Regions from separate parts of the Mus musculus genome. Here regions 1 and 2 are each linked to region 3. The links are chromatin contacts, called in public HiChIP or PLAC-seq and promoter capture Hi-C maps. All regions are on one chromosome and are shown on one strand. Each heading gives the region's core, a stretch centred on a gene start, on an enhancer-like site or on the middle of the called end of the contact. The rest is flanking DNA. Distances are from core to core; before and after follow the strand shown.

Region 1 (3,484 bases), core at 702-3,201, 520 kb after region 3:
CCCTGTTAGGCCTATCCATGTTGAACTGCTTGGGACTAACTTCCCACATAACTCATCCATTCGACCAGTTTCCTATCTCACACTCCAGAGCAGAGGAAGGAACAATCTTAGTATTTGGAGGGACCAAGCACTCACTCAGGGTTTATCCTGACCCACCTGCAGCCTTCTGCTCACACACACACATTAAATCACAGGAAAAGACATTCAAATGCTTTAATTCAGATTTTAACTTATGACAATAATCTTACAGAGAATGTGGGAACAGAAAAATGACATATATGGTTTATATAATATGGTCTGGGGGAAACCTGTTGGGACCTCAAAAAATGAGAACCATGGTGAAGGTTCTCAAATCTAGACATAACCTATCAAAAGAAATGTATTTACCAGAGTTAAGTAGGCAGAAAAGCTTGCCCCAGCTTCTAATGGCCGAGGCTGTAACAGACAAAATTTTAGCACGCTGTATATAATAACTATTCAGTAGGTGCCCCCGCTGATTCTCTTCTTTCCTGGAAGAGGGGAAAAAAAAAACAACACAAACATCAGGTTCCTAAAGTTGACATACCAAAAGCCTTAGGAATTTAAATTTTTGTTTCCTGCATGGTTTGTCTCCTCAGTCATGGTCCACGGGACTCTGAGAAGTCGTAGGAATATGCAGGCGCAGACTCGAAAGCCCAGCTTCATCTCCAACGTTGTGGAAAGGGACTGTACATCACCGGGCAATGCCCTAAGCTCCCGTTCGCCACTAGGACAGAGCCCGGGGAGAGTGACCTCCCGGGATATCCACGTTGGAATGTCTGGTTAGCACCCAAACGTTTAGTCAACTTCAACAGGCGACTACACCCCCCCCCCCCACACACACAGTGTATATCACTAATAACGTACACATGGAGCAGAAAGCACTAAGCCAGCCTCAGGGTGAACGTACCTCCATCAACAAAGTACCTGAAATCATTGACCGGGTCTGCAAGAGAAGACTTTAATCAGTAAGTTAAACCCTTAGAGTACTCGGACGCACCCCCAGATTGCATGACTTAAAAAACTGTTTCCTGCATGGTTTGTCTCCTCAGTCATGGTCCACAGGACTCTGAGAAGTCGTAGGAATATGCAGGCGCAGACTCGAAAGCCCAGCTTTATCTCCAACGTTGTGGAAAGGGACTGTACATCACCGGGCAATGCCCTAAGCTCCCGCTCGCCACTAGGACAGAGCCCGGGGAGAGTGACCTCCCGGGATATCCACGTCGGATAGTCATGGTAATGTCTTTTTTTTTGACAAAATGCCACAGGGTCCTTTTGCCAGACCTCCAGCTGGAGGAAAAACCCCAAAAACGCCTGTCTCCAGAGTGCTGTGACTACAGACTTCAGCCACCTTTTCAGATCTTGAAGCAAACAGAACACAACACCCCCATCGGAACCAAACTATCCAGAAATTATCTACCTAAAAAAGGGTCCTCTGAAAAATGGGAGATTAATGAACAAAAAACTGCAGAAATCCCGTTACAAGGTGAAGAGAAAGTATAACTGGGAAGCAAGGCGAAATGATTAAGTTAAAACCGAACGCTGGAAGGCGGCTAACACTTCAAATCACAAGGCAGGAACCAAAGACCCTGTCCTCTTAAAGTGAACATTAAAGGAAAGTGCGTAGACCAACTCAGTCTCCCAGGCAATAATCCTGCGAGCGTTGGGATCCCCGAAAGAAAACGGTTACTGGGCTCGGAGGCGCGTGACCTCACGCCATGCTCGGCTAGTGAGCCCGGCCTCCCACACCGGGTCCGCCCAGCCGCGACCCTGCCTGTCTGCGGAGCCCGTGCGGGACCGCGCGGGCAAACCCTCAGCAGCCGAGAGCAGCGCACTGTACTCACCAAGAACAAGCACACCAAGAGAGCGACGCCTAGAGAGACAGACCCGCGCCGACGCAGCCATATTTATACCTTAAGTAACGCCCGGAAGTCAGGCGTGGTCGACTATGCCTGCGCCTGCGCAGGGTTACGCTCACTTAGAAGCATTGGAAATGCGCTAAGGCTGATGGGATCGAGAACTTTTACCCTACTAAGGTGTTGGCGGTCTTAGCGTGAAATTGTTGAGCTTGTGAGGTTTGTCCTCTCGGCCTGGATACACTGGTATATGCAAAATGAAAAAAAAAAAAAAAGCCTAGAGAAATATTTTCTAGATTCCAGAGTTTGAATCTACTTTGTTTGTGGAAGGAACAGTTGATACAGAACATAGATGCTACAATTAAAAACTTCCCATGGAGGGGGCCTGAGAGGTGGCTTAGTGGTTAAGATTCCTGGTTGAAGGCGGGAGGGTGGCGCACGCCTTTAGTCCTAGCACTCAGGAGGCAGAGGCAGGCGGATTTCTGAATTTAAGGCCAGCCTGGTCTACAGAGTGAGTTCCAGGTCATCCAGGGCCACACAGAGAAACCCTGTCTCGAAAAAACAAAAACAAAACACTAATGCTGTTTCCCAGATTTTTAAGACATGAAATTAAGCCTGATGAATGTTGTTGTGAAATATTTATTTGAAAGAATGGCTGTCTGGGCGTGATGGTGTAGGTTTTTCTGTTTTGTTTTTTGAGTCAGGGTTTCTCTGTATAGCCCTGGCTGTCCTGGAACTCTTTGTACACCAGGCTGGCCTCGAACTCAGAAACCCGCCTGCCTCTGCCTCCAGAGTGCTGGGATCAAAGGCGTGCGTCACCACACCCAGCTCCCATTGAGCCATCTTGTTGGCTCTGCCCTCTCCTTTCTGACATGGTTTTTCAGACCTCAGTCTCTCTCCACGAAAAACAGTGGGCAGTGTGAACCTTCAGAACAACCTTCTGGAGATGTTTTAACCCCAAAGCTGCAGGAACAAGGGGAGACCTAATAATCTGGACCACGGGAACATGGGATCAGAGAAACATCCAACAAAAAGTTCTGACTACTGGTTTCTTTTCACGCTTAGGGAAGGGTAATGTGCCAAGTGCCAAGCAGCAAATGAGTCACTGCTGAGGTGCCCTGGGCAGAAACTGGGCAGCCTGCCAGAGAGGACAGGCAGTACCAGCCACTCTGGTGACACCAGCCTGGTGACACCAACCTGAGGTTCATTCAGCTGTGGGCCATATTGAGTTAATCCTTGTAAGGGACTGTTGAAACTCCTTGTTCTCAAACATATGTAAAAATGGCATTTGTCAGCTGGGCGTGGTGGCACATGCCTTTAATCCCAGCACTCTCGAGGCAGAGGCAGGCAGATTTCTGAGTTCAAAGCCAGCCTGGTCTACAAAGTGAGTGCCAGGACAGCCAGGGCTACACAGAGAAACCCTGTCTCAAAAAAACAAAAACAAAAACAAAAACAAAAAAAAAAAAAAATATATATATATATATATATAGTATTTGTCTTGACCTTTAAAACAAAAAAACAAAAACAAAAAAAAACAAAACAACAAAAAAAAACAGCCGTGAGTGGTGGCGCATGCCTTTAATCTCAGCACTCCGGAGGCAGAGACAGGC
Region 2 (2,979 bases), core at 463-2,962, 780 kb before region 3:
CAGCCTGAGAATTCTCTGGAATCAGAGAGTATCAGTGCTTCTCAGCTTCCTGCCAAGTCCTTAGACAGAGATGAGGTGACCTGTAGCAGGCTAGATGGTGAGCCAGGCTGAGGGGGACAGAGCTGTGAGTGAAGAGACCCCGTTTCTGAAGGTGAGAAAAAAGTGGACCAGAGAGGTCAACCATTAGTCCTACACAGCCCAGGCCTTATAGCAGCTGGCTCAGGGCTCTGTGCCAGGGAGAACTGGAGGAGGTAAGCTACTGGGAAGGAGTCAGGTGTCACTCCAGGGCTTTTACCTTCCTTCTGTCACCACTGCTGTCACTATCACTCTCTTTGGGATCAAATGCTAGTCTCTGAAGGTAGATTTGGGCTGAGATTAATATATAAATCAGTACATTGCTAGGACTGGGTGATTGGCAAGGCAGGTGAGGCTGGCGCAGTCGTTTGGAGGGAGGATGTGGAAGGAAACACTCTGGCTTCTCCTAAGAAGGGCGGGGGTGTGGTGCTTGGCCAGCAAGAGCTTGGCTCTGCGAAGTCCCCAGAGCACAGCTCAGCTCAGTGCATCCTGGCCCAGCCTCCTGACCATGACCGTGTCCAGCTTGAAGAATTCGGACAAGGTGGCCTCCTAATAGCCTAAGCCAGTTTCTTTAAATCAGCTCTCTATGCTAGGGCTCTGGCTCTCTCTCTCCCTGTCTGCTACTTCCTTTATAGACTCGTGTGTATTGTATTATGTATAGACAATAATACATACAATACAAAGAATTATTAAAAGATTGTCCAGAGAGGTAGATTCAGTTGGATGTGGATTGTATGGGAGGTGCTCTCTCTCTTTCTCTCTCTCTCTCTCTCTCTCTCTCTTTCTCTCTCTCTCCCTCTCTCTCTCTGAGGGTTTAAAACTTTATAGCCACAAACAAAGATCCAAGTTAAAGGTCTCTGAGAGGGAGGGAGGGAGAGGGAGGGGGAGGGGAGGGGGAGGGGGAGACAGACTGTGGTAATTGGTGGCTTCAGGTCCAAAGTCCAGTCCAGTGTCTCTCCCTCCTTGGAATAGACTTGCAGCAGCTTCCCCTGGGAGTCCTCAGAGGCTGACCCCACATAACTCCTCACAGAGTGTGGCTTGGGTTCTTACCCCAGCTCCATCTTCTGCATGGCAGAGCCCTAAAACAGCTTGGCTGCCGCTCCTCCTGGGTGTCTTGGGAATGGGTGGAATGTCACTCATGACCTTGTCTTAGCACTGTCAAGGTCCCTGTCCCACCTGCTCTCACTCCTCTGAGGCCCTCCTGTTACCCAGAAGCCCATGCTCACCCTCTCTCTACCCAGCTTCAAAACCCCAGCTCCCCAGAATGGAGGCCCCAGCTCCCCTCCCCCAGCCCAGCAGTGGCAGCCAGCAGTGATACCCTCCCCTTCAGAGGTGACAGTCCATTGACTTGGGTCCTTCTTTGTGGCTATAAAGTTTTAAACCCTGCATCTCATAGTGGGTGGTTTCTAGTTACACCAGATAAAAATGGAGCTGGCTGGAAGAGATCAAGGAAAATCAATAAGTAATAAAAGTTGCCGTGTGGAAAATGTATCATCTCCAGGGCAGGAGGAGCAGGTGTCAGCCTTGGGAGAGCCTCAGCAGGTGGCTCAGCAGCTGCGGAGGGGAGGGGGAGAGGGGGATTATGGAGGGGGCTGTACCAGCCAGATGGCTGTGTGTCTCTGAGCTGATGGGACATTTCTTGTCACAGCTGGGAAACAACAGGGAGAGAAGAGAGTGGCTTACAGCCTAGGGGTGGTCTGCTGTGGGGGTAGTGGGGAGAGAAGGTGTGGAGACACAGTACAGATCCTTGACCTGGGACACTTAACAGTGCCCAGTAACATGGACATATGAGACATCGTGGCTACTGGGTATTCCCCTCCAGTGTTCTGATGGGACTGACCACAGAAGGACAGATCTGGGCCAGGGAGGGTCACTTCACCCATCCTCTGGGGAAGAGCTCAGCTTGTCTCCAGCTCCAACTGGTTCCCATCCTACACCATCCCCCAAGTTTCCACCTAGAATTTGAGGCCTTAAGATGGCTAAGGAGTAGCCACTCTGCAGAGCAACGTTTATGGGGTTCGTATTAAACACGTCACTTTATGGATTACACTTAGGCTCCTCAGAGCCCCATGAACAGAGGCTGTTATTGTACCCAATACATGGATAGGGAAACTGAGTCAGAAAGAGGTTAACTCCAAGGTCACACAGCTCTATACTCATAGACCACTCCCCTATCCCCCCTCCTCTTTTCTACAGCTGTTGAAAAGACCTTGTGATTATCCATCTCTCCCTTTGCTATATTGAAGGGGAAACTGAGGTTCAATGAGGGCAAATGACTTGCATGTTAGTGTCCAGCTCAAATCTCTTGATTTTGTCTCTGGGTTTCTTTATCGATAAGCTGTTTTGGCCACCTCCTCCTCAGACAATGGCAAGGAAGTGTTCTAGGGGTCAGAGAAGAACAGATAAGAGGGAGCCTAGGCAGCTCTAGGGGTGCTGAGAAGATGTGCTCATGGAAGCTAGCCATCTTCCCAGAACCTTGAACTTCATCCCCTCCGCCCCCAAACACAACTTTGTGATGAGTGCTGGGGTAGAGGCAAGCAGGTTAGCGATGGCCATAGCTAGGTGCTTCATTAATTAGGCGTCCCGAATACATTAAACCTGGGCATTTCATTTAGATTTACAGGGATAATTTGGATTTATGGGACTAGTTATCACACATTAAGTAATGAAACGCTTGTTGCTTTCGTAGGCAATGTTTACTGAAGCCGTGAAAGAAACCGATAGGATGTTTAGTCACCCCCTGTTAGCTCAGAGATGAGGGATCCTGGGGTGGGGCCCCTGTCCCACAGGTGTGGACCTCCAGACTGTATAATTTTGTTTTCCTCCTGGTGGCTGTTTCATAGATGCAGACACTGCCACAGGGAAGGCAGCCCTCAGCAATGTCAGCTGTCTTTCTGCATCCCT
Region 3 (3,020 bases), core at 312-2,811:
AGTCACTGGACACACACTCAGACATGGGAATGCACACACACACACACACACACACGCACGCACGCACACGCACACACCCTCCATAGGACACCAGGCTCCAAAGCACACTCAAGCACGGGATCTCACCGCAGGCCGAGGGGGAGGCCCATGCACACATTCACACACACACACACACGCACACACGCACACACGCACACACACACAACACACACACGTCCGCACGCGCGTGCCCGACTGGCCGGGAGGCCGCACAAAGTTGCAAAGCAGACGCAGGCAGCGTCCCCGGGGACCGCGGCGTCCCCAACGCCTCTGACGAGCTACGATGGGGACGCTGTCCCGAGGCCTCCAGCCAGGCCCTGCGGGGGCCCCGACGCCGCAGCCCCGCCCGCAACCGGGTGCGCCCCACGGCCCTCCCCATCCCGGGCGCCCCGCGGCCCTGGCGCCTCCTCGGATCAGCCGCCAGCCAGCGCCGCTCGGAACTTGCGAAACAACAAACCGCCCGAAATGTCGGAGTCGGCGGCTACAGCCACGTCTCTCCCCGTTCCTTCCCTCGCCAGCCGCAGGGCCGCCCCAGCCTCCGGGGGACGCCGCCGCGACAACTTGTTCCGGCCGGGTGCGCCACGCACACGCGCGCGCGCGATCACACATACACTCACATATGCACACACACATGCACACACACCCTCGGGTCCCGGCCACACTCGACCACGGCCTAGGAGCACCCCAAGCTCGCAGCGTCCCTAGCCACGAAACCATCGCTCACCGACACACTCACATCCACTCCAGACACGCTCCCCCATACGTATTCCCCGCATCCCTGACATTCACACGGACCCACACAGCATCGTACACCCCAAATACTCCCACAGGGTCACTCGTGGGCACAGAGCTCACACAGGTTCCGACCCGGTTCCCACGACTGCACACACACACACACACACACACACCACACACACTCGGGCCCACACTTGGGCACAATCCACCGAGTCCTCACAGCACAGGCATAAACAAACACGCGGGTTTTCAAACGCACCAGCAACAAACAGTACTCCCGCCTAGGGAATACAAAAAAAAAAGCCAACAAATGCAACACAGGATCAGACGCAACTCTAGCCAAGCCACTGAAACTCAGATACACAACCCACTTGGCAGCGTGGACAAACATGAGCCAGCGCACACCCGGTGCTCCACGCAGGCGACACTCACACCAGCACACTCGCATCCGCGGTACACACTCAACCTCAGTTTGCACACAAACTACAGACACAGCGGCCACAGAAGCTTGGAGCACTCCGACACCAGCGACAAGCCATCCCCGGCCCCCCGGGCACTCGCGGGATAAGCTTGGAGGGACCGCGCGCGCTTACCTGCGGGAGTCTCGGTCTCAGGCGCGCAGAACTGGAAGGTGAGCGCCAGGACCAGAGCCTGAGCCCGGGCCATGGCCGCCGCCTAGGTCCTGGAGACCCGCAGCTGGGGAGGCGACGCCTCCGGAGCCCGACCGGGAGCCCAAGGCGAGCGGGAGCCGTAGTGGAGCAGTGCCGCGCGGAGCGGGACTGGCGCCGAGTCCAGAGCGGGAGCCCGAACGAGCGGGGCGCTGACGTCAGGCCCCCGGGCGCGAGTTCCGCGGTCTCGAGGCGTCCCCTGCTGGTGGTGTCGCGCGCTGCGGCCCGGTTCCCTGGGCCCGCCGGCCTTGGCGTGCCCATCCCCCACTCTCGCACCCCGTCGACAAGATCCATCGGCCGGTGCCGGTGTTCAGGTCGGCACTCTCAACGCATCCGTTGCCCACGGCTGAGACTGTAACCCAGGAACCCTTGGCTCCTCTGTTCCCTCAGTTGCTTAAGTTTTTCCTACCTTGACTACTCTGAACATAAACTCCCAGCTCCCTCCAATGACAGAGCACTCTTCATCTACCTGAAACGTTGTTGGGCCTTTGGAATGTTGCCGTTTACTTTCAGTAATATGAAATTCACTTCTCTCTTACTGACGCTCGTGCCTCTACAGTAGCCTCCGGCTACTCGGAGTAAGTAGATTTGGAACTCTGCCCCGTCCAAGTTTTTGCACAACCACCAGCATAGTTGTCAGTGGCTACTTAAGACCAGGTGCCATGTGTGCCTCTCTCTGGGACTCTGTTCATCTTCACTATTGCCCTAGGGGACACACACCATTCTAATGCCATTACACAGTTGAGAAAGTTGAGATCATAGAGCGTGACTTTTTCAAGATTATGTGTCAGTATGAGGCGACACCAAGATCTGAATCAAGGTTGTCTGGTTCGAAATGTGTAAACAAACGAACAAAAACCGACTCACATCTGGAAACCCATTTGCTTCTCAAATACTGAATAGATATGGGCTTGTTGGTTCAGTGATGACTGTAGACTACCGAGGAGATTAAAAAACAAAGGCTTGATCTCCGGGAGCTAGAGAGACGGCTCAGTGGTTAGGTGCGTGCACGCGGCTCTTGCAAAGGGCTCAGGATGGATCCCCAGCACCCTTGTCCAACCACCTGTAACTGCGCATCAGACCAGCACTTCTGGCCGTGTATATTTATAAAATATAAAATTATATTTTAAATATAATTTAAATATTTTTTAAAATCCCCACCCTCATGAAGCTTACATTCAGGAGGAAGATGCAGGAGAGGGTGGGGGGGGGGGTTGGAACCTACAGTAGGGAAAGTGGATCGCTGCACTTCTAAACAGACTGCCTGCTATGTGATGGACTTGGTATATATCCCCCATGTTTAGAATGTGTGTCCCCCTAGGGAAGCTTTTTCCCCCGGGGCCTGGTATCCCGCATACTCGATGAGTAATGAATGAGCGGGTAACTGATAGATGAGTACTTACAGAGAGGGCCCTTGCTCTCACGAAGACTTCATGCCGCAGATAAATAAATACATATGGAACTTCAGTCTGAGGCATGCGCCCTCAAGGAAATGAAGCTCTTGCAACAAGGAACACTAAAAGATGGGGGGGGGGGGTCGGGTCACGCTTCAGAAAAGACAGTCCAAGACAGACGCCT

The links. Promoter capture Hi-C pulls out the DNA fragments that hold promoters and counts their contacts. HiChIP or PLAC-seq counts read pairs in DNA pulled down with a chosen protein or histone mark.
Region 1: a contact with region 3 is called in a promoter capture Hi-C map of pre-B cells. The contact joins the promoter of Snhg3 here to the promoter of Ptpru in region 3. A contact is called at or near these places in 1 of 39 promoter capture datasets (pre-B cells) and 2 of 9 other capture datasets (adipose tissue and liver).
Region 2: an H3K4me3 HiChIP or PLAC-seq map of embryonic forebrain shows a contact between it and region 3, with 6 times the contacts expected there. The contact joins the enhancer-like site here to the promoter of Ptpru in region 3. A contact is called at or near these places in 12 of 39 promoter capture datasets (the 3T3-L1 cell line, the C10 cell line, cranial neural crest and 6 more), 10 of 115 datasets of contacts at active chromatin or transcription factors (SST interneurons, craniofacial prominence, embryonic basal ganglia and 7 more) and 1 of 9 other capture datasets (embryonic stem cells).

What each region holds. Positions count from the first base shown.
Region 1 is chr4:132,351,735-132,355,218 of GRCm38.p6, forward strand. Snhg3 (small nucleolar RNA host gene 3) reads right to left here and starts at 1,952. Exons shown (of 3, transcript NR_003270.2): 1 at 1,863-1,952; 2 at 929-964; 3 at 199-509. It overlaps Snora73b (small nucleolar RNA, H/ACA box 73b), which reads right to left and starts at 792; the gene lies at 588-792. Snora73a (small nucleolar RNA, H/ACA box 73a) reads right to left here and starts at 1,245; the gene lies at 1,041-1,245. RefSeq lists a cis regulatory region at 1,691-2,210.
Region 2 is chr4:131,059,234-131,062,212 of GRCm38.p6, forward strand. No RefSeq gene overlaps it. Among named protein-coding and RNA genes, the nearest start is that of Gm42317, 4.5 kb to the right of the region's middle. Within about 2 kb of position 1,713, at least 24 of the 459 cell types and tissues checked have an H3K27ac peak or open chromatin away from gene starts, as enhancers often do. A contact at or near this core is called in embryonic basal ganglia and embryonic forebrain, where this site is marked.
Region 3 is chr4:131,836,717-131,839,736 of GRCm38.p6, forward strand. It overlaps Ptpru (protein tyrosine phosphatase, receptor type, U), which reads right to left and starts at 1,562. Exons shown (of 31, transcript NM_001083119.2): 1 at 1,368-1,562. The coding sequence starts at 1,440.